2 separate regions of the Macaca mulatta genome follow, and region 2 is linked to region 1. A link is a contact called in public Hi-C data. All regions are on one chromosome and are shown on one strand. The core of a region is the stretch at or near the end of the contact, and the rest is flanking DNA. Distances in the headings are between cores, read along the strand shown. Region 1 holds the start of AMOTL2 (angiomotin like 2). Region 2 has its middle 22 kb from the start of CEP63.

The links. A called contact is a pair of places that touch in the nucleus more often than the background predicts.
Region 2: a contact with region 1 is called in a Hi-C map of fetal cortical plate, with 1.8 times the contacts expected there. The contact joins the enhancer-like site here to the promoter of AMOTL2 in region 1. A contact is called at or near these places in 6 of 14 Hi-C or Micro-C datasets (blood, cortical neurons, fetal cortex germinal zone and 3 more).

Annotation. Positions count from the first base shown.
Region 1 is chr2:37,417,094-37,419,793 of T2T-MMU8v2.0, forward strand. It overlaps AMOTL2 (angiomotin like 2), which reads right to left and starts at 1,412. Exons shown (of 9, transcript XM_077991484.1): 1 at 1,223-1,412.
Region 2 is chr2:37,505,888-37,508,587 of T2T-MMU8v2.0, forward strand. No RefSeq gene overlaps it. Among named protein-coding and RNA genes, the nearest start is that of CEP63, 22 kb to the right of the region's middle. Within about 2 kb of position 1,329, at least 13 of the 40 cell types and tissues checked have an H3K27ac peak or open chromatin away from gene starts, as enhancers often do. A contact at or near this core is called in fetal cortex germinal zone and fetal cortical plate, where this site is marked.

The DNA of each region.
Region 1 (2,700 bases), core at 162-2,661:
CACCTCTGTACCCATCCTTCCTGGCACCGAGTCATGCACTCCCCCCCGCCCCCGCACACAACGAGGGGTAGATGTGCAAGACTCCGGAGCTACCCGAGGCAAAGCAAGCAAATGGGATTCAATTCGCATGGGATTCAGTTCGCCCTGGAGTTTTATCTGCGGGCATTTCCTAAGATAATCACTCTCTGGGCCGACTCCCACAGAGGCAGGGGAGCGGCAGGAAGGAATGCGGAGCCTTCCCGACAGATTCCAGGCGCTCCACAGTGTGCCCGGACTGGGAGCAAGGAACACCTCCAAGGCCTCTCATCGCGAATTTGTCCCGGCCAAGCCCCTCAGATTCACGTCCTTTCAGACACCAAACGCCTGAGCCTTTACTAAAACCTGCTTCCTCGCCCCCGGCCGCGCCCCTCTGCTGCGCTCTCTGAAGGCCGCCTTTCTAAGCCAGCGCGCGTCTCCAGCCTTGGCCTGGGGTCCCGCTCGCCTAAGGAACCAAAGTGACAGTCTCCAAGCTAGGAGACTCTCGCACCCCAGCCAGGGCTCCCGCCCCACCACGAGCCCGGGCGGACCTGGAGCACCGAAGGTCGCTGGTACGCCTGGGGCGAGCCGGTGAGGGTAGCCCGAGGCCCGGAGAGGTCTTTAAGCATCGCGGGTCCGCCTCCCTCCTTCTCGAGCCCTCTTTGTTTTCCAAATACTCTAACGCTGACGTCACCGGGCTGGACAGCAGGCTGCATTCTTTCTAAGTGAGAGCCAATTCGTGGCTCCAGAGAGGATTTTCCAAGGAAGACAAAGAGGAATTCTTGGACTGGTTGGGGGCAAAGGCACCTGTAACCCCCACCTAACCAAATCAGCCCGCAAGACCCTGCAACTTGAGCTCCAAGCGGCGCCTCCATCCCTGTCCCCCGCCACCCCCACCCCAGCCGACCCGCAAACCGAAACACCGTCGCTCTTCTCTCCGGAGTCGGCCTGCTCCCCTCTCCCCCAGCCCCAAGGGACCCGCGCGCTTCTAGAGCCCCGCAAAGCCCAGGGCGCTGGGCTCCCCGCGTGGAACGGCTCTTGCCCAGCACTGCGGCTGCCTCGAAAGGGCGCACTGCGCCCCGAGGACGCTCGATCCTCGGGGCTCCGACTCCCGGAAAAGGCCGGGCTGCGCGGAGACTACAGCTTTGGCTGGGGCACGTTTCTGTGGCCTCGCGCGCTCTCCCGAGCGCGGAGCAGCCTTCCTTACCGCTGCGGCCCGAGGGTGCCCGGCGCAGTCAGACACCACAACCTCCTGGTCTGCGCGGCTCAGCTCGGCCGCGGAGATGTGTTCTCGGCCGTGGCGCCGACGCTCTGGCTGTTCGCGCCCCAGCGCGCAGTCCCAGGGTCGGCCCGCGCCGGAGGCGGCTGCTATGCCAGGAATGTGAGAGTTTCAGGTTCCCCCTCGGGATCAAAGCGAACCACAAATAACCTCTCAGCGCGCCGCCCTCCTCCGCCCTCCGCCTCCTCCCGCTCCCTCCTCCCGGCCCCCGCCTTCCTCCGGGGAGGCGGCGCTGCTGGCTGAGCGCCGGGCCGGCCCCCGAGCTCCGTTTCTCCTCGCCCAGCGCCCTCCAGGCCGCGCTGTGTCCGCCCCTGCCCCCCCGTTTTGCCTTGGGAGCTGCTGGAGACAATTTAATCCAACTCGGCTTATTATCGTCTCTACTCCCAGTCGCCGACCCGCTCTCACCCTTCATCCCTAAACCTATCGACGGGACGACAGCAAGGGCTGTACCACGCGTGTCCCGAGGTTGCTGCGGGAGGGGGCTCCGGCTGTGTGTGTGTGTGTGTGTGTGTGTGTGTGTACCGGGGGAGGGGGGAAAAGGAGGAGGGACTGCAAAGACATCCATATCCTCTGGGCTGGGACAGTGCCCCGGGCGAAGTGAATGCTTCTAGCCACCTAGCCTCTTTCCCCTAACCCCCGCTGCTTTCACCCCCAGCGGCAACCTTTGAATTGCAGTTGTGTTTACAAACACCTTTGCCAGCTCTTTTACGACCTGTCTCCACAGGAAGTGTGAATCTGGGTTGGAAAATCCGGTCAATTTGACCCACCTACCCAACTTAATCACCCGTCGTCAGGCGCTCTGTCCAATTCTTCCCCAAGGTGATAATAGGCGCCCCTTTACTCAGAGCGCAAGGTGTGCCACCGTTGGCTTTTCGCCCAGCCATCCGATTCAGCCCTGCCAAGCCACCCTTCAACGGCGTTCTGTTATCATTCCTGTGTTATAAATGAGGACACCAGGGCTCAGAGAGCTTAAGCAGCGTGTCCAGAGTCACACACAGCGAGAACCAGGTAATCAAACACGGGGCTGCTTGGTTTCTTATTCTCAGAACCCCTCCCTGGCTATCAGAATCCAGGCTCCCTAGATGAACAGGGCAGACGCTGGGAGCCCTCCTCTATTCACCTGCCCTGTCCTTGTTTTAGTCTCTTTTTTACCTCCCCATACACCCCTGCCAGCCAGGGGGTTTCCCTTGTACCCACTTCGGTGGCTCCTGCGTGGAATCCTCTCCTCTGCCCCCAGGACACTTCCTCTGCTAGGTGGAAACTCCTTCTTCAGAAAGCCTGCTCTGACACACTCTCCCCGTCCCCGCCACACAAGGCCTCTCTACAAGTCAGTTGGGGTGAGGTGGGGGCAGTCGGGCCCTGTCCACCAGGATAGTCAGGGCTGATTTCTACCCCTGGCTAGGTCC
Region 2 (2,700 bases), core at 79-2,578, 89 kb after region 1:
TCGCCCGGGCTGGAGTACAGTGGCCGGATCTCAGCTCACTGCAAGCTCCGCCTCCCGGGTTCACGCCATTCTCCTGCCTCAGCCTCCCGAGTAGCTGGGACTACAGGCGCCCGCCACCTCACCCGGCTAGTTTTTTGTATTTTTTAGTAGAGACGGGGTTTCACCGTGTTAGCCAGGATGGTCTCGATCTCCTGACCTCGTGATCCGCCCCTCTCGGCCTCTCAAACTGCTGGGATTACAGGCGTGAGCCACCGCGCCCGGCCTCTTCTTCATTTTTTAAAGTAGAGGCAGGGTCTTGCGGTGTTGCTCAGGCTGGTCCCAAACCCCTGACCTCAAGCAATCATTCCACCTTGGCCTCCCAAAGTCCTGGGATTGCAGGCATGAGCCACTGTGCTCAGCCTCCAGTTCCAATTCTGTCTTGGTTTCCCCATCTGCAAAGGAAGGATTCTGTAGTGGATGTTTTTATGCTTCTTTCAATCTCAGGCTCTGATTTGTTCTGGCATCTAAACGGATGTCAGCTATTCCTCCTCCAAAAACCTCAGAGAAGAAAATTCTCAAGTCCATGGTTTCTTTTCTTTAATTTTTATGCCTAATAACTCTGTAAAAATTTCTTCCTCCCATCGCATAAATCCTTTCCCATTCAATCAAATGTCCTTGAAGCAGAAACACATGCCTACTCCGGCAACCACACAGATAGTTGACCTTCGCACACTGGTTGATGTAGGGTTTTGCTCCTCTTCTTCATAAATGTTGGCTACCATAATTATTCAAATTTTCCCAGAATAAAGATTATAGGTGTAGTGGTATGGTGTGAGGAGGCTGGGCTTCAGCTGGGGCAGCTGGCTCCTCAGTTTCCTTTTCCCCAGAGGTAAGGTGGGGACCTGCCCTCCTGGGCCGCAGGGCTGTTGTGAGGATGAACTGAGATGCACCAGTAGAGTGGCTGTCTTCACAATATGTGATTATGTTGCATCCTGTCACCTGCTGGCCCAAGGACAGGGATCTAATTGTGTACTGAGACCCCTTGGGAAGTGCTTTTAGATCCCTATGGAATCCTTAGTGGAATGAGATGGGCTATAAATACATGAAGAAAATAGGTAGAGTGAAAATAGAGACTTCTGGAGAATCTGGTTTCCTGTGACTCCGCTGGGGTGCTGGGTGGGAGCGCTTTTTCAGAGCACGGAGACTTTCTTTGTACCTCCCCTCATTCCCTCATTCCCCTATTCCCCAGGGTTAAAAAAAAAAAAAAAAACTTTCCCCGAACTTTCCCATTCCTCTGCCCTGGCTGCTAATGCTGAAATTCCATCTTGTGTTTGTTGTCACCCGCAGGTCTGTTTCCATGGTTACCCAAATTCCAGGCACTGGCCCCAGGCCCACCACAACGCATCCCTCAAAGTCTCTTTGGCAGAGGAAAAACATTTCTCCTTGCTGCGGCAAGTCAGAGCCAGAATCTCGGGCTCTCCTGTTTCCAAAGCCCCCACTACACCCTCATTCGTGTGTGATTTGCATGTTTAGGTGGTTCTGCTCAGCGTCGTTTTTTGGCAGGGGGGTGAATAAGCACAATATAAGAGTTTCCTTCATTTCTCTTCTCCTCATTTGAGCTAAGGAATTACTTTCTTGTACCAAACATTACACCCTTGGAAAACACTCCAGATGGTTCTCATTAAAATTCCAATTCCTTTTTTTTTTTGCAATTAATTTTTCCCCATTCTCCCCAAACTACTATCTCAAAAATAAACACCAGCCTGAGGAGCAAGTGAGGGGTCTGTGAATAGCAGCTCCAGCGAATGGACTCTGTCAGAGACCCGTGGTGTGGCCCTGAAGGGGCCTGCAGCTTCTCTTCTTGCCAAGGGTCACTTGGCCCTTCATAGGGATGCCAGGGGTAGCAGCCCCGTGGCTTCATCACCGGAGAGAGTCCAAACACACATGGGGGGCATGTTTATAGGGATGAACATGAACACACAGGGATGCCGAGTGCAGCAACCCTGGGCACTGTCACCAGGGAGCGTCCAAACACATGTAGGGGGGCATGTTCGATGGCAAAGGTGCCTTAAAGGGGCCATGGGCTCTGCTGCCTCTGCAGGAAGAGGGGCAGAGGGCCAGCTAGGCCTCTGTTCCCCAACAGGCTGGGCCCAGACCATGCCTTGCAGAGGGGCTGTCCACCTTGTTTAGTGTACAGGGAGGCCTCTGCAGATTTCTAAAGACACTGGCCACAGGAGCGAGGCGATACTTACTCTAACAAGCGTACAAGGAGAGATTGCCAATGCCTTTTGGCCATAATTGAAGATGAGCAAGTCACAGGCTTTGCTCCCACATCTGGAAAAATCTGCATGCACAAGAAAAGAATGTGTGTGTCCAATGATGTGTATTTGATGTGTTTTTATTTCTAACTTTGTTATGAAAAATTTTAAAAGTACAGAAAAGTTGTAAGAATGGTACAATGAACAGCCATATCACTCCACTTAGATCCAACGAATGTTCCATTTTGTCATTTTTTCTTTCCCTCTCTCTCTTTCTAGATACACGGAGAGATAAATACATACCCTTTGCTTAGACATTTGAAAGTTGGGATCTTGTCCCTATAGCATTTTATAACCTAGTAATCTATGCATTAATGAAATCATATAATGCAGTCATGCACTTCATGACAATGTTTTGGTAAACGATAGACTACATATACAATGGTGGTCCCATAAGATTATA